Linked DNA regions of Mus musculus: regions 1, 3, 4, 5, 6 and 7 are each linked to region 2. Evidence: chromatin contacts called from public HiChIP or PLAC-seq, Micro-C and promoter capture Hi-C data. All regions are on one chromosome and are shown on one strand. The core of a region is the stretch at or near the end of the contact, and the rest is flanking DNA. Distances in the headings are between cores, read along the strand shown. Region 1 holds the start of Grhpr (glyoxylate reductase/hydroxypyruvate reductase). Region 2 holds the start of Anp32b (acidic (leucine-rich) nuclear phosphoprotein 32 family, member B). Region 3 holds the start of Zcchc7 (zinc finger, CCHC domain containing 7). Region 4 holds the start of Zbtb5 (zinc finger and BTB domain containing 5). Region 5 holds the start of Fbxo10 (F-box protein 10). Region 6 holds the start of Tomm5 (translocase of outer mitochondrial membrane 5). Region 7 holds the start of Nr4a3 (nuclear receptor subfamily 4, group A, member 3).

Region 1 (3,202 bases), core at 10-2,509, 1.5 Mb after region 2:
CACTTGAGTGTGCTTCCTTAGTAGCCTCAAATGTGAGGTGCTCCTCCAAACCCTTCCGTTGCACTCAGAGCAGTCCAGGTGTGTGCACACAGGAGACACTGGACAGTGGCTGGCAGGTCCCCAGGTCCATCTGTCTCTGCTCCTCAGCACCAAAAGTACCAACAAAACAAGTCCTTGGGAAAAACTGTACTGTGCTAGAAAAAATTTCGAAACAAGTCACAGTCCCCAAACCATCAGAATTTAATCCCAGCATTCAAAACGCAGAGGCAGACGGATCTCTATAAGTTCAAGGGCAGCCTGATCTACAAAGCCAGTTCCCGGACAGGCAGGGCTGCTACACAGAGAAATCCTGTCTTGAAAAAAAAAAATCAGGAAACAAACAAACAAAAACTGACTGCCGAGCACTCTCACCTCCTCCCAAACTGGCATGGTAACACAAAGCCGGCAGGACAAAGTGACCCGCCTGCAGCGGATGAGGACTAAGCATAAGGGCCAGGCCTGCCACCTGGAGCTGAGTGACCCCAGGGCAAGGTACAACAAGCCCATCCAGACTGTTTTCAAGTGATGCAGAAATTCTAAAGCTGACTTCACAGTCTGTGTTCACAGCTCCTGGCAAGGCTACCCACTAAACAAGGTTCAATAGGAAGAGAACAGTCATCAAATGGCCCCATCGAGTATCCAAGGAGGCAAGCCAATGACTGTCATAGTCCCTGAACACTACTTCTGCCTGCCAGCTAACCCTCAGTGGGTAAAATTCACAGCCTGCACCTTGCCCCATAGGCAATCTCACTTCACTGAAACATGGAGACCAATAGCCTGGGGCCCGGAGCAAGCTGCCTCCCGGAGAACTACGGCCCCAAACTCCAAGCCAGCCCCTTGGGGACACAGCTGGCAACACCTGAGCAAAGTCCCCATGCGCCAGAGCCACCCTCTCGGGTCCTGGCTCCGCTTCGCCTGCCTGCCAGGCACCCGGCTCTTGAGAGGTGGCCCCCAGCCCTGGGACAGCTCTGGAAGCCCTAGCGGCGTGTCTCCATGGGTGCAGGGGTGTTTGAGGTTAGGTGGACAGGACAGCGTGCCAGGGGCACGGCTGCAGCCCCCGTACCGACGCGGGCGCTTACTCTGCGGCCTGGGCGAGCGCAGCCCTGCCCTCGGCAGGCAACGGGCCAGTGACGAACACCTTCATGAGTCGCGCCGGTTTCATAAGACCCGCAGCAGCAAACACGTACCAGGCTGGCCTTGCAGGAGACGACGGAAGTGTGGGCGGGGCCGGCGTTAGGGGCGGGGCCGGCGCTGGGGGCGGGGCCGAGCCCGGGACCTCTATGGTCTGGTATAGCTGTGGCTGTAGCTTTGGAGACCAAGTGTCCCGGATAGAGGCTCTGTGTTAGTGTGGGTTGAGTGTAGGACTTGGAGAGCCTTCTTTGGTGTGTGTGCTTTCAAGAGTAACATGGCCTCGAGACTGTCAAACACCACTAGGAGCCTGGAGTGAGGGGCATTATGAGGAGGGACCTGTGAGAGAGACCTCTCTGACTATGCTGTCGGTATTGGCAAAGGAGAAAGCCCTGTGAGGCCTATCTTAGCCAAACTATCCCAGAGGCTTCTGGTTAAACACACGGAATTCTAAGCCGAGCCTGACCTGCATGCTGAGGGAGGAGACTGAGGGAGAGGGTCTGAGTCCAGACATTATAGCTTTAATACTTAGAATGATTCCTTACTGGGACTTTACAATTGTGATGATATTTTAGCCCATCACGGGCCACCCAGGCGAGCTAGACACAAGTGCTAACTGTCTGGAAGCAGTTCCTGAGCAAGCAGGGACCAGGTATGCTGAGCCACGGGTAGATCCAGGGTTTGCAGGTAGATGGGACTGAGTCTGGATCTTGGCTTTAACCCTTTCCAGTTGTTTGACCTTTAACCCTAATCTGCATTCCCACCCCTGTTTCTTCAGGCACATCGTGAGGTTAGCATTTCCTTTGAAGGTTGTTTTCACTACTGAACAGGGGTGCTTAGCCTGAGGGTGGCAGAGCTCAAGCTGCAATGCCCAGATGCCTGGGGCTAAATGCCCGATTCACCACCGTGAGCAATTATTAAACGTTGTGTGCCTCCATGTCTTCCTTATCTGTCCCATGGGGATTGTAGTAATGCTTGCCTTGGCTTGTTGAGAGATGAAGTATGTACTGTGCTTATAATAGAGACTAAGGCAGGCATGGCGATTATGCTTATAATCCGGCATTCAAGAGGTAGAGGCAGGACTGTTCAAGGCCAGCCCAGACTTTACGGCAAATGATGCAGATCCTGAAGGCGGTTTAGGACTAGCTCAGGGCCCCAGGCCTGTCCTTCAGCTCTGCAACCTCACTTCAGTCCAAGGGCTGCTCAGTGACTTGGTCTCTGGTCTGGAAGGGCGCCAAGGACAACACAGTGTACTCTTCACTGATTTTATGGGGACCCATGAGGACTCTAGTACAACACACACGCAGTGTTGACAGATGTCAACTGGGCCATTTGGGATGTTTATTTATTTATTTATTTATTTATTTGAAACACATAGTCCCCACCAGCCTCCAGCTAGCAGGAGATGGCCTTGAACTTGCCGGAATTACATGTACCTAGCACACTTCCTGTTCCTATCTGGGTCCAGGCCAAGGCTTTGCACAACCCTTCCCGTCCTAAGTAATACATTAATGTCTCCCCTACTGACCCGTTTGCTAGGTCACTGAGGGGAAAGGAAAGGTCCTGAAATTTGTCAAACATTGACACAAGGTGTTTTCGTGTCCCCAGGCCAGGCCTGCTGGGCTCGGCTCAGCTCTCTCCACATACCCAGGACAGGCAAGGACAGTAGGGCACTGGACACACATGTCAACAGGGGCCGTGTGGGTCGCTCCCTCAAGGCAAATCGTCAGCTGACATTCAGAGGGTACTATAGGTTGGAAAGAATGTGAAAAGAGACCACAGAGCCAGCCAAAGGGCCTACAGCCTGCCCTCCACTTCAGAGGCTGAAGCCAAAGAACACCGGGCATTGACAATGTTTATGGAGGCCTTAGTAAGCTCAGAAGACTGCCGTACCAAACACTTTTCCTGGGAACTCCCCAGTGGCCACGTTTCCCCAATCTACAGACACTGAGGATGAGAGTGGGACAAAAAGCTGCTCAAAGTCACACAGCCGCTAAGAGGCAGTGCTTTCACCACCCAGAACATGTTGTAGGAG
Region 2 (2,952 bases), core at 226-2,725:
CGGGGCCCAGGCCGCCCCAGCCCCGCGTCGGCCACCGTTGCCCTTTTAAGAAGGGGGAGGGCGCCCGCGAGGGGACGAGGCGGCGGTGGCCGAGCGCCGCGCTTCCAGTGCGCGCGGAGACGAGCCCCGCGGGGCGGGGGCAGCCCGGGGACCGACAGGCAGCGCGAGGGCGGCCGGCTCACCCGGCGGAGGAAGACGGCGCCCGCCAACATGGCGCTGTGGCGCGCCCCGGCTGGCGCGCGGAGCCGCCGGCCGCCCACACCGAGGGGCCGGCCTCCCTCTCGGGCAAGGCCCCGGGCGGCGGCGCGGGGGAGGGCGAAGCCACCGCGGCGGTGACGGTGCCGGGCCGGCTGGCCCGGGGAGCCCGCGTGGGCAAGGCCGAGGGCGAAGGCGAGCCGGGCAAAGGAGGGGCAAAGTTGGATTTTTTTAGGCTTGAAAAAATGGCGGGAAGCGCATCCTTTTTTCAAACTTGGCCTCGGGAGGGGCGGCGGTTGCGCCACCTCCGCCGCCAGGCCCGCCCCTCCCCCGTTCCGCGCCAGGCCGCGCCCGAGGGGGGCTCCGCGCCCCCCTCAGGGACCCGAACACCCTCCTCGGCGGCGAGGCCCTGTCGGCCGCGGGGCGCATGGAACCCGGCCCGGCCCCGCGGCGGGCCTGGCGGCGGCGCGGCGCCTCGGCAGGCCCGGCCTCCGCCCGGCCGCGCATCCCGGGAGGCTGCAAACATGGCTCCCAGCGTTACACAACCCCCGCGCCCGCCCTCGCCGCCGGCCACACGCGCGAGCGCTCCCTCCGGGAGAGGACCGGGCGGGCGAGCGGCTCAAAGTTTGCTTCTCCACCCGCCGTCCTCCCCGTGGCCGCGGGGGCCCGCGGGCGCCAAAGAGTTAAAGCCCGCGCGCTCGCTCCCCCCTCCGCGCCTTCCGCCCGCCTTCCCTGTCCCCGTCCGAGCTGCGAGCAGCGCCTTCCCCGCGCCGCGGCCGGAGCCCGGTGGCCCGCAGGTGGCCACCATTACTTGCAAGTCATCGGGGGGCGCGGGCGCCCGAGGGGTTCTGCTTACGGCTGCCGGGGTCCGGTTCCTCAGCTCCAGGTGGATCCTCCTCTTCATATCCATGTTCCCCTCGTCCCCCCTCTCCAAACTTAACTTTCCGCGGCGGGGGCGGAGGGGGGAGAGGCGACCCGGCCTGCGCGGCGAGGGCCGTCGGAGGGAGGCGGCTGGAGGAGGCGGCGGCGTGGTCCCCGGGCGGCGTGCGGGCGTGCGGGCGAGCGGAGCCCCCGGAGCCAAGTTACTCGCGGGAGCGGAGAGAAACCATGGAGGGAAAAGGGGGCTGGAGCGCGGCTCTGGCCTCACTACCGCCGCCCCCGGCCAAGGCCCCGCACTGCGCTTAAACCGGCGACGCGACGCGGCGGCTGCTCGGCTCCACTCGGCCCTGCGCGGCGCCGCTCGGCTCGGGAGCCCGGGCTGCAGCGCGGACTTGGGAGGCGCACGGAGGGCGGGGCGGGACCCGCCTTAAGCTCAGCCCGGACTGCGGCGCCGCCTCCCGGGTCGCGCGCGCCTCCTGGCCCTCGGGTCGCACGTGGGCTGGCTGATGTAAGACCTTCCGGTGCCGGGACCCCCGCCCCCACCCCCACCGGCACCCGCGCTCTCCTGGAGGTCGACGGGCAGGCTCAGCCTCGCGCCTTCTTCCGGGCTCTCCCGGACCCAATTTCGCCTGAGCCTTCGGGCGCCCTCAGAGGCTGTGGCTTTGGGGTTCACCCTGTTCCTCCCAGTTTTGAGGCCCATAGCCCGACCTCGCTGCCTTTAGGTCCAGTGATGTTAGAAGTGCCATCGAGGACCCTGGTGAGGCTGTGCTCGCTTCCCCGCCGTGTTGTACTAAAACATCAGCAGGGGCAGGCAGCTCCAGCCTCTTGCCCAAGCCACGCCGCATCTGAGCATCCCCAGTTCAGGAAACTTTCCCCTTGGCACGTGTTTGTTTTTAAAAATAAAAAATTTAATATACTTTAGAACTTTATCAGTACTTAAACTACAAACTAGCCAAGGAGACAGAAAACAACTATACATAAACACTGTTTTTAAACATGTGAGCCACTAGTGAAGGAAACCATTAGTAATTTTAATGACGCCTCAGTCCCCACCTTCTGACTTTTATCTCTTGGGGCACCCGTGGAAGATGTATACATTCTTGGTCACCATTAAGTTGAGTCCTGGGTTGGCAGCCTTTGTCAAAGTCTAATTTTAAGGGTCCCTGGATTTAAAGCACACGGCGTTGTGTTAAATGAGGAGCCTACCTCTGATATTAACCAGAGGCACTAAAGATTACTGTTTACTGGAGAAAAACATCATCTAGGTATTACCCTAAGATTTTAGTGCAAGAAGCCTCTTCCTATCATCCCATTTTGCCTTAGAGGCCCAAACTTTTAAATGATTATATATCAGATTCAGAAATAATAATTCAAGAGAAAAGAAGATGTGTAGGTTATGGGGGAAAGGTGAATAGTTATAGGTGTAGATTCACTCATAATTCCGTGGTAGTCTGGAAGGCTAAGACAGGAGAATGTGGGGAAAGGAAGGGAGTGCTGTGCTCCTTGTCACAAAAGATCTCCAACTATTACCTGATAGGCTTCACTGAGCTATGCAAAAAGCTTTTCAAAAAAAAAAAAAAAAAATCTACTGAAGCGCTTCCATAATCAATCACCGAGCATTGGCTTTTAAGAGCTTGCGCTGTTATGTCCCATTTAACTTTCAGGCAACCCCTATGAAGTTGGTGATATCTTAATTGAAAAAAAATGAGGAATTAAGGTTTAATCATCACCAGTAGCCCAACAAAGTTAAGCTTTATAGGTCTGGTTCAAATCTGCCATATTTTTGCTCCACCCTGGTCTAGAGTGAGTCACCGTTGGGGACTCTTACTTTGGTACACTGGATGGAAAACAGTTGAGGGCCCTATGAGAACAGGTAGC
Region 3 (3,208 bases), core at 250-2,749, 1.7 Mb after region 2:
AGTGTGCTACTGAGATTCAGTGAAGGCAGAAACAAAACCAATTACAAAAGTTAAAATGTCTGCCCCTTTTTCAAATGTTACTGTCACTTCCAATCAAAGGAGGTAAGGAATCCAAATGGGACCATCAAAGAGAGAAACAATGGGCTTGTCTCCATGTCAGAAATGCATGCTAAATTTACTGATGTTAACTTCTAACTACTCTTTGGACTCTGCTGGAAACAGTGCTTCTCCTATTTGTCCCATGCACTGTTAATCGTGTAGTTTTCATACAATTTTCACTTCCAATTCTTCCCTCAGATCATTCCCCATCCTCTGACTAAATGACAATAATTAACTGTCCCTAAAGCACAACACCGTCTTAAATACACACGCTGCAATTTAAGGTCTAAATGTTCAACACCAAGTCGAGAGCTTTTGAAGGGAGCCTAGTCATTAAATTAAGGGTGATTTTATACTTGGGAAAAACAGGCTCAGGAAAAAAATTATCCAATGGGCTAAAAAAGGCCCTTAAAAGTTTCCTTCTGCCGGGCGTGGTGGCTCACCCCTTTAATCCCAGCACTCTGGAGGCAGAGGTAGGCGAATTTCTGAGTTCGAGGCCAGCCTGGTCTACAAAGTGAGTTCCAGGACAGCCAAGACTATACAGAGAAACCCTGTCTCAAAAAAAAAAAAAAAAAAAAAAAAAAAAAGTTTCCTTCATTCAACCCTGAGACTTGAAATCACAGTAAACTCGACCTAAAGGTATTCTGAGCGTCGGCAGCTAATCAGTGATGGCTGGAACTGGGGGCTGCCAACTCCCAACCTCGATTTCCCCACAGTAAAATTGACTACAACTGTCTGCTGTTAGGGTGTGCGGGCGCGGGGGCAGAGGATCATCTTAGGATACCCTGGTTTTATATAAGGAATGGGGCATAGTTCCCAGATTCTTTGTGTCTACTCGTGAAGCGGCTACTTGACAGCACCAGCTTAAGGTGGCCCCCGACTGGACGCATCCTTGAGGGCCAGGTTCCCCTCAGCGAAGGGAGACCTCCACATTTCGGGACTGGCCCACCTCCCCAGGACGGGTGAACCGTGGGAGGCGGTGGAGTAACGCCGACAGAGAAGACGTGCCCGTCAAGGCCATCGCCGCCCAGCCTTGCCCAAGCCCTGGTCTCGGGCCGCCAAACCCCAGCCCGGTCACTGAGCCGCGTGGGGCGGCACGGAGCTGAGAGGCCATTTGCTGCGCTGCACTGCGCTGAGCCCCGAAGGACCGGGAGGGGAAGGCCAGAGAGGGGCACGCATTAGTTCCACAGCTCCGCGGGCGAGGCGGAGAGGGGAAGGGGTCCCCCGGCCGCGGGACAGCTCGGGGTCCGTCACACACATACTCACTGCCGCGGCCGCGACCAGGAAGCACCAACCAGGAACCGAAACGCGTAGAGGAACGGGGAGGGGCGAGGACAAATGAGGTAAGGAAGCCGCGTCCGCGCGGACTCCAGGGAGGAGAAGGTACTTCCGGGGAAAACAGAGCTCTTGGGAGCTGTCCTTCCGCCCAACCCGCGAGTCCTCCGAGCGCATGCGTAACGCTTATTAACCCTTTGTTTTCTCCGCCTATAAACTTTGTGTTTGGTTTTGTTCTTTTTTTCTTCATCCTTCCTTTCGAAAAGAAATCTCGGCTGAAAAAATTATGGTGCATATTTTTATCTTATGAGTTATACTAAATAGAAGCTACTTGAAGGGCAAAAGTAAGTGCGAGTTCACTTACTCCCGTGTTGGAAAGAAAACTACAATTCCCATGATACCTTGGTCCGGTCGGCAGGGGCTGTCTCTTTTCTAGCTCTGGGTGACGCCCTCGTAGTAACACGTGGCGCAGAGCAAATCGGCCCCTTTTCCGGGTGGAGGTCAGAGTTAGTAGGGGATTTAGGGTTAGTAGGTGACTTCGGAGAGGGACCTTGATAATGCCAGCGCGGGAAGAGGCATTTTTGAGAGTGTCTGGTTTGGGTTTTGGTTTTTCCGCTAGTGGGAATAGTGACCGCACGGCTTTTCTCACCTTAGGTTGTAAAGTGCACTCGGAGGTGCTTCCGCCTTGTTAACTGTTTGTGAACCGTGAAGAGCTGCACTCCTGCAACACGGAGTAAATGCTGTTCTTTCTGGTACTAGGAGACGGTGTTCACGGCCTCCAGCATTGGTTCCCTTGGTCACACCTTTAAGAAAAAACAAAAAAACAAAAAAACTTTAATTATGAGGTTGGACGTGTAACCCAGTTGGTAAAGTGCTTGCTTACCGCATAGAAGGCCCTGGGTTCATTTTTAAGTTCCACCACATAAGCAGCCTAGTACAGAGGAGGTGGAAAAAGGAAAATAAGGAATTCAAGTTCATCCTTAGCAACGTGGAGCAGTCAAAGATAGCCTGAGCTACTTAAGACCTTGTCACAGTCAAACACAAACAAACATAAGTTCATCTAAGCAACTTTACAAATACCGAATTAGGTACTGACAACATCCCTGATAGATGAGTTTGATTTTAAATCTTTTTGCCAACATTTATTGAACATATTAGAGCCAAGCTGTCAGCCTTCTACGTTATTAGAAAACTAAGCTTATATTTACTTAAACTAAATTATAGGGGGGTTGGGGGAAGAGTTTCAGGAAAATGTCAGGCTGTTCTAGAAAGTCCAGATAAAGTAGAAGAATTTTAAGGTCTTGTTACAGTATTAGGAGTTTGAAAATAATTACAAAATTCGATTAGCATTATGGTTATGTGCTAGGAAAGAAAGGGACAAGACACTATAAAAAGGCAAAATTGAAAAACCTATTTGGGGGATAGAAAAAGTGGTATAGAAGTAGGTCACATGTTTGGACAGTTCAGGGAATATGTGCCAAAGGAATGCTGTGTGTGTGTTTGTGTGTGTGTATGTGTGTATTAAAAGACTGAATTTTTAATCAAGGGCCATAATAACTCCTCTTAGTATATTGTTAGCTTACAGGTGATTTCACTAGACTCCTCCCAGGGACCGAGCAAGGGATTAGAGGACCTATAAAAGGACTGCTGGCCACCCGGCTCTCTGTGTGTTCCATAATCTCATATGTCCTCTCCTTTTTCTTTTTTCCCCTCCCCCCTCTCTGTTTTCAGAGTTCCCTCTCCCCCGTCTGTCCTCAGAGGTCCCCCTACCTCTTGCCCTCGTGGCCCCTGCCTGCCTCTATACCCTTTCCTACCCTGTCCCAGGTCCTCAGTC
Region 4 (3,116 bases), core at 286-2,785, 1.4 Mb after region 2:
GTGGGAGTGGATGGTAGAAAAGGGAGAGAATGTCAGGAGCTAAAGGGTTAATCTGGAAAGGAAACTGGGATGAGGGAAAGGGGAGGGTATTGAGGGCATCCTCTTCCCCATTTTAACTGGTCAATAAAGGCTGAGGCCTGTAATTGGGCAGGGGAGGGGAGAGGTGGGAGGTCTTGGAGAGTAGGGACAGGTAGAGAGGAGAAGGGAAGGGGAGAGGACTGAAGAAGAGGAGGAGCAGAACCACGTGGCCAGGAGAAACTGCAAATAGCAAAGGGTCTCGCAGCTGGGGAATAAGTTAGCACAGTGCTAGAGCTGTCCAGTCTAGGTACATAGCTTATATTTATAACTGGATTGTGTGGTTTTTATATGGGTTTATTGGGGTTGGGAACTGGTGCAAACTAAGGATGGATGAAGCCCTAGGAAACCCTATTAGCTTGTGAACCAACTAAGAATTTTATACTATCCTTCACTTGGGAAAAGGGATTGCTTGCTTATTAATTGACTTAGTAGGGCTCATCCCTTGTGGCCTGTCCATTCTCACGCAGGCGTGAACTGAGCACAAGGACAGCTGAGCCCAAGCCAGGAGGTAGCTTTAGTCTACGGTTTGTTTGAATTCTTCCCAGGACTTTCCGAAACCATGGTGATAAGCCCAGTAAACACTTCCTCTTCCAAACTGCTTTGTTCAGTTTTATCAAAGTAACAGGAAAGCTATCTAGAACACATAATCTTGATTTTACTGCTCGGTGGTATACCGCAAGAGGCCAAGGCGGCAGCCGGGCCTTCCTCTTTCCCACCCGGTCCAGCAGACTCTTTTGCGGCATTGATAAGAGGGCTGAGCCCTGAAGTTTTAAGGTGGTGGCGACTGTAAACTTGATTCTGGAGTTGATGGCTTGGTGGGCACACGTCGGACTGAGTTCCGACCCTCCCGTTGCTATGCTGGACGTCTGGGCAACTGAGACGCGATGCGGGCGACGATCCACCCAACCACCATTAGACCGACGGCATTTCCTACTCATTGTGAAGCTCGCCATTCGTCTCACTCGGCTTCTTGGGGTTCCGTTTACATCTTTTCTCAAACCTACAAGTTAGAAGTAATCTCCAGCTCACAGCGAGAGGAAGTCACCTGTCCTTCAGACTCCAGGTCACAGTCAGCGCGAGCCAATGGAGGGACTCAGGGCTGGCAGTAGTCATTGCGATTGGCTCAAGTAGACGGAAAACACTAGCTTTCCTTATTCATGCTGAGTTCTGATTGGGCGTGACATAAAATAGCTTTTCTACAGGCCAAACCTGGTGTTGCTAAGTGATAAGTCCCGCCTTCAAAGATCTTTGAGAACAGTTTTACGGGCTGTAAGGCAAATTGTGATTGGTCAGAGCGCTCACGGATGCTGTGGTAGTAAACACAGCCGGGGTCCTGGGATGGCGGATTGGTCAGATTTTCAGAACGTCACTCCTACTGTGGCCCCGCCCTCCTGATGATTGGCCATTGGAGGCCTGTGGAGGCGGTGACATGGGTACCTCACATCCGTTTACTGTAGGCCTCCGCCGGGTCCTCAAAGAACCGCGCGAACGGGCTGAAGGAGCCGGGAGCGAGGGGCGGGGCGGGCGGAAGTCACAGCCGGGGAAGCCAGTCTGGACCTTCCCGCCTCCTTCCTCAGGGTCGGTCCGAGCGGAGGAGGGCCACCGCCTCCTCCTGCGAGGAGAAGGGGGGCGGAGCCCGGCTCAGGTGAGGCGACCCTATCAGCTAGAGTGGCCTGGGCGCGCGCGCGCGGGGCGCGCTCACGTGCAGGCGGTTGTGCACCGGGAGCGCGCCGAGGCATCGGGGAGCGCGCAGCCGTTCCGGGGCCGCCTGTCCACCCTGTCTTACTGCTGAGGGGTATTGTTACCCTTCGCCTCGGTGGGGCCAGGAGGGTGGTAGCTCAGTTCTTGTGCGCAGGCGTCCCCTGTGTCCCGACGCCCGGCTGTCGGTGCGGGGTGGGCAGGGACTAGTGCCCTGCAGATCTGCTGCTGGACATGGAGCCTCTCGGGATGCTGTGGGAACCCGCGCTCGGGATCTGCATCCTAGCGGGATGAGCCGAGGAGCGGCTGCCCTGCGGGATGGAGGCGAGTGGCTCTCTTGATCCTGCCCTGGGTCCTCCTGAGCGATGAGGTTTCGTTTCATCAGAGCAAGGCCATAAGCTGTCTGGATTCGGGAGCCAGCGGCCGACGACAGGGGTGGAGTCAGCGTTTGGGAATGCCCCAACTTGTTAGACAAAAGTGTTTAGTAGGCATTTATTGAATGGCCACTTCTTCCAGGCTTCGTGCGAGGAGCTGTGGGGTGCGGTGGTAAGAGACAGCGGTCCCATCTTCCCCTGGAGGACCGACTGCTTAGCACATAAACAACAGTAGAAATAAGGGAGCGGTTTAAGGGTTTCTGCTTTGTTTTGTTTTTCTAAAGTGCCACTTACTATGGTCAGTCTGCGTCCGAGCATCGTGGCGAACACTGTAGGAACCACATTTTGGTTATTTTTATTTTTGGAGGAAAATTTTTGGGTCAAAGACTCTTGATTACCTTAGTAGCGTGATCTGAGTCTAGGTAATTAAAATTAATAAAATTCGCAATTTTCAAGGACTGAAAGAAAAACATTTCCAAAATATGTTCTTGTACTGCTGAGTTGAATTTACATACATTTAGGTTTTTAGAGATTGAAGGGAATACTGTGCCTTACTCGTTCGTGATTTGTCTTTGTATGACATGTGTACTTTATATGGTTTTAAAAAGTGGACCGGGCACTTCGTTAGTTTGCTAGAGATTTTTGCTTTCATTTTCTGAAAAGTCTCGTGGTTGGCAGTAAGCTAAAGGCTTACTGGGTAGGGGAAAGGAGATGGGCAAAAGAGAGTGTTAAGAGAAAAGCTTGCAAGCTAAAGGAAGGCCACTTTAACCCTTCTGGAAATCTCAGCGAGCTTGGGAAGAGGAGAGACAGAGCTGGCCTCTGCTGCAGCCTTGGTGACCCGCCAGGTAAGGTCAATAGATCGAGGGCTCATTCTGGGCACTGGGGTTTTGCTAAGTAAATGGAAGTAGGACTTTGTGAGAAGTCTGTTTTCGGAAGATTTGCTTTTTTTTCCCCCTTCCCTAAAAG
Region 5 (3,180 bases), core at 139-2,638, 1.4 Mb after region 2:
GCCAACACAAACAATAATGTTTGATAGCACAAATCCAGGAACTCAGGCTTTTAATTGGGTATTGAAATTCATATTCAGCCTGCTGGTTTCATACAATGGGCCACTTTTCAAAGGATTAGACGTGCGATCGGTTTGCCAAACGTAAGCGACGTCTAAGCATGGCCTTTCCACTACATCTGTGTGCTTGCTGAACAGCTCTCGGTCAGCATTCAATTGTTGGGTTTGGGTCTAGGTGTTTTGTTTGGGGTTTAAACAAATGAATCGTTGAAGGCTGGGATGTAGGGGGGTACAGGGGGTACAGGGGGGTAGCACTTGCTCAGCATGTGCAAGACCCTGAATTTGCCTTAACCACTGCATAAAACAACACCCCCCCCAAATTTGACTTTACTGCAAAACTGTCTCAGATCCGTGTGTGTGCCCCCATATCCACTTCCAGTACTTCAGGCCAGTCTCTACTTCTCTTGTCTTCTCAGCACAGAGTATCGAACACCTGCATTCTCCCCCTTCAATGGCTTCCTTTATCATGGCTTATGAAATACTGATGACCTCTAATACCCTTTTATCTAAGACCTCGGGATGGTGGGATACAGGGTTGGAGAGACAGCTTACTAGTCAGGAGGTTTATTGCTCTTGCAAAGGATCCACTTGGTGGCTCACAACTGTCTATATTCAAGTTCCAAGGGCTCCGGCTCCCTCTTCTGGCTTCCAGGGCCCCCTGTGTGCACATAAATCAGGTGCATAAAATACGCATAAAAGTAAAAAAAATCTACAAAAAAAATATTTTTTCTTAGGAGTCGTCTTGTCTCCCTCAGCGCAGGAGCTTTCTCTGGCCTCTTTCACATAGCTACTCTCATGAGGTCATCACATTCCTCAAACCCTAGTTTTCAACCAAAGAGCTCTTTTCATGTACTTCATATAATTTTAAATACATATGGACTTAAACAGCTTTTCCGGTTTATCCTCTCCGCCACAGAGTGGATTTCAGAACAGGAGCCACCACCGCTTTGTTCTCTTGGGCCCATAACTAGTAGTTGGTGCAACAGGTACTACACACATCATTTGCGTTGTGCCAAACGTTTTCCACACAACCCACCCATGGCCCCAAGTCCTTCCTGACTTCTAGCTGGGCTCAGGGTGACTCCAGCTCCTATGTGCTCATATGCACGGAGCCCAGGGTGCTGTTAGGCTATAGTGGTGATGGGAAGGATCCGCCCGCTTCCAGGCCCCTAGGAGCCTCCGGCAGTTCCCGCCCACGATGCTGTTCCCACCCCTTCGGAGGCCACGCTCGCCCTCCATCGCCGAGCCCCGCTCGCCCCGCCCTCCTTCCAGTCTCACGGCCGCGCGCGCTCGCAGGCCAGCCCTACACCCGCGTCACGTGACAGCCACCGGGGGCGGGGCTCGCGGCGAAGTCGGACCCCGCTGTGGCCGAGCGCCGCAGTCCTCCGGCAGCCCTGCGGCTTCCAGGGCGTCGCGGCCGCGGCCGGGCAGCGCCGCTCCCTGAGGTAAGAGGCGCAGGAAGGAGGCTTCTCGGGAGCCCGCGGATGCTCCAGGCTCACCGGCCGCTCGGTCCCTCCGTGGGCCCAGCGTTTGGCTGGGGTGCGGGGACCGGGCCTGGGGGCACTGCGGGAGGTGGGGGGCCTCGGCTGCCGGAGCTCCGGGAGAGCTGTGCCCCCGTCCGCCCCCACCCCGGACCCACCCGCGGTCGCCTCCAGCCCCAGGGCTTTGCAAGTGTCTGAGAGAATGAATGCGATTTTGCGGTTTGCTAGCCTTCACCTGGGATGCAGGAGAGAGCGTGCAGTCGCGCACCCAGTGGGTCTGGTTTTAACAAGTCGCGGAGACTCGGTTTCCGCAAATCTTTGAAGGAAGAGGGGACGACCCCCTGCCCGGCCTCCCTCCTGCACTGATGGCAGAGCCGTTTGGAGAGCCAGAACTCCGGAGTTGGTGTTAGTTCCATCCACCACCCACTAGCCAGGCAACCTTGAGCCACGTCGGTGGTGCTTCTGTTAAAAGTAGAGATGATGTAAATGAGCTAAATACCTAATAAAAAATGGAAAAAAAAAATAAATAAATAAAAGTAGAGATGAATTCTTCGGCCCGAGGTTGCTGTGAGGATTAAGCAGGAAACGTTGAGGACTCCTTAGAGAGCACTCTCCGTGTGAGCATTGTTAAAATAGCAATCTAGGAGTCCATGATAGACGTCTTTCTCGCAGTAAGCACACCGTCCTCTGTGAATGTGATTCTGAAAAATGTGTCGTTTTGGCTGAGGAGCCCTCTCCCCTTTCCCAGGCCCCCTTTGCCTTCTGTTTCATATTGGCATGTGAACCTGTTGTTCCTACCGAATGAGTCAGGCAGGATGGGAACGCTAATTTACTTGAGCAGATGGGTATCAGATTCCCTCTGAGGGGAAAGAAAACTGTCAGGCATGTGCTATCACAAAAAAAAAAAAAAAAAAAAAAAAAATACAGTAGGGTGATTGACTGTCTACTGGAAGATGCCTAGGAGCCCATGGAATCCAGCCGTCTCCTGCACACAGAGAAGCTAGACCAAGAACGAGGCCAGGACTTTGATTTTGCTCAGCCATCAACACTGTTGGCCTTGGGTAGTAGAAAGAATGCTTGAGCTTGCCTATGTTCTAACTCAACTGTTCGTTTATTCTGGCAACAAGATCCAGACAATGGTGTCTGCCCCCATGGAGCTGTTTGCATAGCTAGCTATGTTAGTTATATAAAAGTCTGTATGTGCACACACAGGTGTGTGTGTGTGTGTGTGCGCGCGCGCGTGTGCTCACGTGAGTCCATGTCTGTGTGTGTCTGTGCCCCTCTGCTGGTTTGCGGTATGTTTTATGATAACAATAAGCTTTCAGCTCCCAGAGAGCTGGCCTCATAGCATCTGGCCCCAGGAGACCAGCACACAGGAGAGGCTTGAATTGTTTCATGATCCCTGTCAGGTCTCCAGTCCTGGTGGAAGCTTGCTGAGATTTGGAGACGGGAGAAAATGGCACACTTTGTCAGAGCTTTTAGGAAAGGATTTCCTCTGGCTTGGAATGCCTGGATTTCTTTGTCTCTCTGGTCTCTGGCCTCTTATTGTTTTTAGATATCTAAAGAGAGCAGCCCTCAACACGGTGCCTTCATTTTGGTTTCCATGGTTATCAGGGGAATTACGTTTACATGATGGCACCGG
Region 6 (3,106 bases), core at 582-3,081, 1.3 Mb after region 2:
GTATTATTCTTTTGTTTGTTTGTTTGTTTGTTTGTTTGTTTTTCGAGACAGGGTTTCTCTGTGTAGCCCTGGCTGTCCTGGCACTCAATTTGTAGACCAGGCTGGCCTCGAACTCAGAAATCTGCCTGCCTCTGCCTCCCGAGTGCTGGGATTAAAGGCGTGTGCCACCACGCCCGGCTTCAAGTATTATTCTTTTTTTTTTAAGATTTATTTATTTATTATATGTAAGTACATTGTAGCTGTCTTCAGACACTCCAGAAGAGGGAGTCAGATCTCCTTATGGATGGTTGTGAGCCACCATGTGGTTGCTGGGATTTGAACTCCCGATCTTCAGAAGAGCAGTCGGGTGCTCTTACCCACTGAGCCATCTCACCAGCCCTCAAGTATTATTCTTATTTAACCCCAAATTCATTGTTGTTATACAGTGTGCCTGCAAAAAGAGACGTTCTGATATTGGATTATGTGAAAAATTCAGTTGTCCCATTCATGTCTGAAAACTCTAACTTGATTTTCTCTCATCTGTCCAGTGTTGATCAGTTTTGATCTGGGCTCATACTTGCTGTAGTCCAAGATCTTCATTAGAATATTTAAAGATCAGTTACCTCCAAAAAATGAGTGTACAGAAAAAAAATGTGGGAAATGTTAGAATTTCAGTGTCTGGGACACTAGCAGTCTGAGCTCACTAGCTGAGGGTGATAACCTTGACCTCTGTTTTTTGTTTGTGTTTGTTTATCTTGGGATTGTTTGTTTGTTTCAGATTGTCCTTGTAATTACTTTGTAACCCAGGCTGCCCCTAACCTTGCAGTAATTCTTTTGCCTCTGTCTTCTGAGGGCTGAAATTACAGGTGTGAGACACTGTTTCCACCTTGACCTTGAACTCATTCGTTTGTTTGTCTGGAGACAGGATTTTTCTGTGTCACCCTGGCTGTCCTGGAACTCACTCTGTAGACCTGGCTGGCCTTGAACTCAAAGATCTGCCTGCCTGTGTCTCCCAAGTGCTTGAGCCAGCACTGCCCTGACCTTCAACTCTTGACCCCTTTTTTCCAGCAGCCCAGTGCTGGGAACACAGGTGTGTGCAGCACTGTGCTGGCTAGTTTTTGTCAACTTGACACCTAGGAAGCGAAAACCTCAATTGAGGAATTGCCTCCACCAGATTGTCCTATTGGTGAATTTGAGGGTCATTGTGTGACTACTAGTTGATGGAGGAAGGCTTAGCCCACTGTGGGCAATGCCACCCGGCAGGTGGTCCTAACCAATAAAAGTAAGTTAGCTGGTTGAGGCCAGCTAGCCAGTAAAGACAACGTCTCCGCTTGGTTTCAGTTCCCTCCTCTAGGTTCCAGCTTGAACTCCAGTGCTGGCCTCCCTGGATAACGTTAACAGGTTAGGTGAAACACTTTCCTTCCTAAGTTATTTTGGTGGTGTTTATCACAACAGCAACACTATCCAGGGCTTCATGCATCCTAAGAAAACGATTTGGCAAACGAACTTCATTCCCAACTAAGTTGTTTTAAATTTCAAACCTAGGAAGGACAGACTAAAATGTGCATTTCACGAAGTACTGTCTTAGATTCTTCATAAATGTTATTATTATTTATAATGATATTTTTGCACACACCTCCCTACTTTACAGCATAAAACAACTTTACAGGTGGCACTCTCCCGGCTAGGGACCAAAACACAGTCCAGATCCACCCAAGGCTCAGAGACTTAAGGCGGCGGCCGCCCCCTTCAGGTCTCTTTGCTTCAGACACAAGAAGACAGGATGAAATTTTCCCCTCACAGGTTCCCGTCACAGGACAGAAACAAGGGGTGGGACAGGAAGTGGAGCCTGGCTAAGTTCCGGGTGCAGGGCGGCCACTGGAGGAGAGCAAGCTGCTGCTCTCGCAAGCTTTGGAGGCAGAGCCGCCGCAATGTTCCGGATCGAGGGTCTCGCGCCCAAGTTGGACCCGGAGGAGATGAAGCGGAAGATGCGTGAGGATGTGGTCTCCTCCATTCGGAACTTCCTCATCTACGTGGCCCTGCTGCGAGTCAGTGAGTGTCCTTCTGGGCTGTGACCGTGAGGCCACGCGTCCACACCCAACCCTGCACGCGGTCGTGGGGCCTTGAGCTGAGCATCCTGGGGAGAGTGGGGTGCTTGCACGTCCAGGACTGCCCAACTGCGCACACTCTGGGGGTCTGCGGGTCCTGGGGATGTGCCCAGTGCACGTGGTGGCGGAGGACGCGTGGTTAAGTCACCTTTGCTCGCCCAACGTTTGTGCTTAAGAAGCTCCCACGTGTTATCCTCGGAGCAATACCCTCGTTTTGCAAACCTAGAAACGGTCCCCGGAAGGTGGCTGACCCAAGGTCATTTGGCCGTTCAGAGAACGAATACAATTCCGGCTGAGCTCTTAATAAGGTAGCAGGCGCTTTCTCTCTCTGCTTGCCTTTGAAGTACAAGAGATTAGCTTTCTTTATGTTTGTTTGTACAGAGGGTGAAGTAAATAATTGGTTTTTCTTGGAGAATCTCTGAAGCGTTTGATCTCAACATTAACAAAAGTTGCTTGATCTGTGCCACCTCACCCCAAGTGAGAGCTTGAGTTCATAGGACACATACTCAAGGTTAAAGCCATACTGTCAATTTAAAAGTCAGGGGCTGGCTAGGTGGCTCACTGAGTTGCCTGAGCCGGATCCACACGTGGTGGCAGGAGAGAACCAGTTTCCAGAAGTTGTACTCTGACCTCCACACCTGTACCACTTCTTCCTATTGTCCAGTGCTTGCTTGCCTGTGGGAGTCTTCTGGGCAGGGAGAGGCAGGAGCGATTCAAATAATTGAAGAACATACCAACATTTTTAGAAGACTGGAGTTAAGGCCTCCCTCATTTGGGTGCCTCTTTTGCTGTACTCTCTGTATTGCTGGCTCCTCCAGGACAGGACATCTTGGGGGAAATGGAAGCACCCAAAACATCCTGCTTACCCTTTAAACTTTAGCTTTCCCATCCTTCTCTTATAGGCAAGAGCTCTCAAGGAAATGTTAGCTTAGTGCACTGATTTATTCTATTTAATGATTTTTATTTAGAACCGGGCATGGTAGCACACACTTTTAATCCCAGCACTCAGAAGGCAGAGG
Region 7 (3,312 bases), core at 551-3,050, 1.6 Mb before region 2:
GGGGGGGGAGAGAATTTCTGTGAGCGAGTGCTGGGTCCGGGATTTGGGGGTGGGTGGGGGGTGCCTGTGGAGGGAGGGAGTGGTGCCACCCCCACCCCCGGCAGTCTTTGGCGTTATGTGTATCTTGCTGGGTTAAAACAACTCCAATAAAGTAATTTCATTCATTGTGTTCAGTATGCGCGTTGGGCAGCTTTTCTTTCTCCAACTTGGTTCTATAAGAAACATTTCCCGATTGTTGGCAAAGGAGCTCCAGAATTGGAACAGCGGAGGAATGGCCGAACCGAACCCTGTAACCTCTCTCCCAGCCCTCCCAGGCCCTAGGATAAGCAGCTCCAGAGCACTATTGACCACAGTCCCCGCGGCTCTTCCCTCGGGAGAAGCCGGGCACATAAACAAAAGGCCAGCTCCAAGAACGTTCTTGGAAATCAAGGGACCAATGCTCATGAGCTCCCGCATGACTGCCGGAAGCCTCCAACAGGTTCGAGAGGTGCCTTTGAAAGCCAGTCTCCGCCGGCTGCGCTCCGCTGCTCGGCTCCCCTTTTCACCATCGAGAACTTTCCTTTCTACTAAGAAGAAAACACTCGGAGCAACTTCTCCGAAAGCTCATTGAAAAGTAACACAAGCCTTTCCCACACCAGCCAAGGCCTGGAGAAGAGGGACCTGGTCCCCACGCGTGTCGGGGCGCGAGAGTCGGCAATTACACCCGATTACCTCCATGGGGAAAAGTGTAAACCAGCAAGTCGGCGACGCCAGGCAGACGTGCCTAGTGGAGCCCGGGGCTCATTTCAATACAATAAGCCGCATTCCTACAATTACACCCTCTTTGCTGAGCTCCTCCAGAGCCTCTGCAAACTCCGGCCGCTGCTGCCCAGGCACTGGCCCTCCTAAGCTTTCTCCCAGACAACCAGCTCCGTTTCACCATTAGACACATTAACTCGGACCCACCAGAGTCCCTATTTCCAATTCCACTTAAAAGGCAGGAAAATTACTGCCGTTCATCACCGGGGCTCCAACTCTGCCTCAGCGGCAGCCGCTGCCGCCGCCGCCGCCGCCGCCGAGAGCATCATTACCATGACAACTAGAGCCGAAATACCCTGAATTACGACGCTGGAGCAGCTACAGCACAAATCCAGGTCCTCCTCTTTGTTAGAGGCTTTTAGCCTCTTTGGGTGGGGAGAGGAATCTCACAAGCTTCAGAGTCCCTGAGGGCCAGCTACAAGGGAAAAGTTTCAGCTTGGAACCCACCGGTAGCTGGGCGAGAAAACCTGAAAGGGGAGGCGGCGGGAGGGGGCCACCCCATATTAAAAGTTGTCAATTTCAGGAGCGACACTTCCCAGCGCGCCAACTTTTAAGCAAGTCCCCACATTAACTGGGCATATCGTACGTACTTGGGTGCTGTGGCGGTTCCGTCTTTAGAGCGAGTTTCTAGAGAGCGACCCCGAAATCTGGATTGGGGGAGAGTCACAGCTGCTGTCCCGGAAGGGCTGCGGTGCACAAACCCAGCGGCTCCCAGAGGCGGTGAGCGGCTGGCGGGGGATGCTGCGATCCCAACTCATGGGAGAGCGCCGCCGAGAGGTTCCGCAGGCATCCAGTCTCCGGCTGCGACCAGGGGGTAGGATGTCGCCACGTTTCCCACCTCCACGGACACTGCGGGCTCTGTCAGCGTTGCAAAGTGAGCCCTGGAGGGGCGTCCGGCTGCGGCGCGGCGCGGCGCGACACTGGCGAGGGAGCCGGGTGAGAGGGGTGTGAGCGCGCGGGAGAGAGTGGAGTGTGTGTGCGGAGCGTGTGAGCGCGCGTGTGTCTGTCTGTGTGTGCAAGTGAAGGAGCGGGTGTGAGCGTGTCTGTGTATGGGGAGCGGAGGAGGAGCAGGCGCTGGAGGGGTGGGGGGCGGGAGGCAGGAGACTCGGCTCTCCCGGCTGCGCGTTCGCTCGCTCTCTCGGCACGTCATTTATGCCACAGGAGCCCTAGCAGCCTCTCCATAGAGTGCCTGGAATGCGAGACGTCAATGTGACGACATGGGACGCTACGTCACCCTCCTCCTCCCTCCCCTGGCCCAGCCGGTTCCGCGTGTGCGAGGGTGTGTGTGTGTGTGTGTGTGTGTGTGTGTGTGTGTGTGCGCGCGCGCGTGCGCGCGTCCTCCGGCCATTCTCACGGCCGCACAATGGAAACCACGGGGAGCTGCGGACCCCAGCCCTGAGGCTTCTCAGATTCGCGCGGCCAACCCCTCTGCACGGGAGCCGCTTGCCAGGGCGCCGGTCTACCAGAGGGTGCCGCAGCCCGCCCGCGGGTCAGGCGGGACCGCCCAGCTGTCAGGCTCCGGGTGGAGCAGAGTTGGAGGAGTGCTGCTGGCTCGCCTCCGAGGCTGCCCCGAGGCATCTAGCCAGGTCCAGGGGGTAAGAGAGAGGACAGCTCTTCCGAAAGGGAAGGCTACGCCAGCCAGCTTCTCCGAGTGACCTGGCAGTCGCAGCTGAAGGAGTCTGGCACCAGGCCGAAGACTCCCAGAGGTGCAGCTGTGCTTCCCTCATGCAATGGTTCTAAGGCTGTTTACGTCCCTCTGGCCCTCTGCGCCTAGGCTAATTTGCCTCTTCCTCCTGTCATGCTGTTAGTGTTTCACCCTAGGATGCAGACAGTTCCAGGGACAAGATTTTATTTCTTTTTACTTATGGTGTGAGGTTCTTGACTGGACGCTTTATAATCCAAAGAAGTGCACATCCAGCCACGCGCGCGCTGCACGAGAAACTATATATAAAACAAACACACCACACGTGTTGAACAGCTGAGTGAGTCTGACTGTTCCTCTACTCCCCAGCACCGGGTCAGACATGGAACTCAACTCGCATTTGAGGGTTGTAGATGCCTCCCCTTCCACCTCTCAAATGAAATATTCAAAATCAGTCAACAGGATTCATTAGGTTGTCTCTAGGGGATCTTAACTATGGTCTCCTGGGGCGGGGGGCGGGGGGGGGGAGGTACATTTGTCTTCCAAGTATGTAGAAAGTCTGGGCGACTGTATAAGGGACAGCGATTTTTTCCTGGAAAAAAATTTAGGGTGTCACTTTCTTGCTGAGAACAAAACAAAACAAATAACAAAAACAAAACAAAACAAAACAAAACATGTTTGAGTTAAGAACTCTTAGTTCCAAAGGTTGCTGCTAACTGAAAGTAACCTCTTTCAGAAAAAAAAATTTTTTTTTACGAAGACGTTAGAATGAAACAACACAGACAGACGCGGTCTCCAGTGGTCTGCTAGAATCTCAAGTGGCATTTTCTTTTGATCTGCCCCAACAATTGAGCGTGTGGGTGGCAAAGTTG

The links. Promoter capture Hi-C pulls out the DNA fragments that hold promoters and counts their contacts. Hi-C and Micro-C count contacts between places; a contact is called where the count stands out from the background. HiChIP or PLAC-seq counts read pairs in DNA pulled down with a chosen protein or histone mark.
Region 1: an H3K4me3 HiChIP or PLAC-seq map of embryonic stem cells shows a contact between it and region 2, with 5 read pairs. The contact joins the promoter of Grhpr here to the promoter of Anp32b in region 2. A contact is called at or near these places in 1 of 39 promoter capture datasets (hippocampal neurons) and 1 of 115 datasets of contacts at active chromatin or transcription factors (embryonic stem cells).
Region 3: a contact with region 2 is called in a promoter capture Hi-C map of liver, with 2.8 times the contacts expected there. The contact joins the promoter of Zcchc7 here to the promoter of Anp32b in region 2. A contact is called at or near these places in 2 of 39 promoter capture datasets (the 3T3-L1 cell line and liver) and 1 of 9 other capture datasets (liver).
Region 4: an H3K27ac HiChIP or PLAC-seq map of epiblast stem cells shows a contact between it and region 2, with 11 times the contacts expected there. The contact joins the promoter of Zbtb5 here to the promoter of Anp32b in region 2. A contact is called at or near these places in 12 of 39 promoter capture datasets (the 3T3-L1 cell line, 3T3-L1-derived adipocytes, the HPC-7 cell line and 6 more), 2 of 484 Hi-C or Micro-C datasets (CD4 T cells and embryonic stem cells), 4 of 115 datasets of contacts at active chromatin or transcription factors (astrocytes, double positive thymocytes, embryonic stem cells and 1 more) and 1 of 9 other capture datasets (adipose tissue).
Region 5: a contact with region 2 is called in a promoter capture Hi-C map of liver, with 4 times the contacts expected there. The contact joins the promoter of Fbxo10 here to the promoter of Anp32b in region 2. A contact is called at or near these places in 2 of 39 promoter capture datasets (hippocampal neurons and liver).
Region 6: a promoter capture Hi-C map of liver shows a contact between it and region 2, with 9 times the contacts expected there. The contact joins the promoter of Tomm5 here to the promoter of Anp32b in region 2. A contact is called at or near these places in 2 of 39 promoter capture datasets (liver and pre-B cells).
Region 7: a Micro-C map of embryonic stem cells shows a contact between it and region 2, with 5 times the contacts expected there. The contact joins the promoter of Nr4a3 here to the promoter of Anp32b in region 2. A contact is called at or near these places in 1 of 484 Hi-C or Micro-C datasets (embryonic stem cells) and 2 of 115 datasets of contacts at active chromatin or transcription factors (astrocytes and thymic regulatory T cells).

Annotation. Positions count from the first base shown.
Region 1 is chr4:44,979,451-44,982,652 of GRCm38.p6, reverse strand. It overlaps Grhpr (glyoxylate reductase/hydroxypyruvate reductase), which reads right to left and starts at 1,259. Exons shown (of 9, transcript NM_080289.2): 1 at 1,119-1,259. The coding sequence starts at 1,201.
Region 2 is chr4:46,449,449-46,452,400 of GRCm38.p6, reverse strand. Anp32b (acidic (leucine-rich) nuclear phosphoprotein 32 family, member B) reads right to left here and starts at 1,475. Exons shown (of 7, transcript NM_130889.3): 1 at 1,052-1,475. The coding sequence starts at 1,105.
Region 3 is chr4:44,754,850-44,758,057 of GRCm38.p6, reverse strand. Zcchc7 (zinc finger, CCHC domain containing 7) reads right to left here and starts at 1,499. Exons shown (of 9, transcript NM_138590.4): 1 at 1,366-1,499.
Region 4 is chr4:45,010,831-45,013,946 of GRCm38.p6, reverse strand. Zbtb5 (zinc finger and BTB domain containing 5) reads left to right here and starts at 1,535. Exons shown (of 2, transcript NM_173399.3): 1 at 1,535-1,723. 1700055D18Rik (RIKEN cDNA 1700055D18 gene) reads right to left here and starts at 1,137. Exons shown (of 1, transcript NR_166789.1): 1 at 1-1,137.
Region 5 is chr4:45,082,812-45,085,991 of GRCm38.p6, reverse strand. Fbxo10 (F-box protein 10) reads left to right here and starts at 1,388. Exons shown (of 11, transcript NM_001024142.1): 1 at 1,388-1,502.
Region 6 is chr4:45,106,838-45,109,943 of GRCm38.p6, reverse strand. Tomm5 (translocase of outer mitochondrial membrane 5) reads left to right here and starts at 1,831. Exons shown (of 2, transcript NM_001099675.1): 1 at 1,831-2,031. The coding sequence starts at 1,911.
Region 7 is chr4:48,043,793-48,047,104 of GRCm38.p6, reverse strand. It overlaps Nr4a3 (nuclear receptor subfamily 4, group A, member 3), which reads right to left and starts at 1,800. Exons shown (of 8, transcript NM_015743.3): 1 at 1,389-1,800.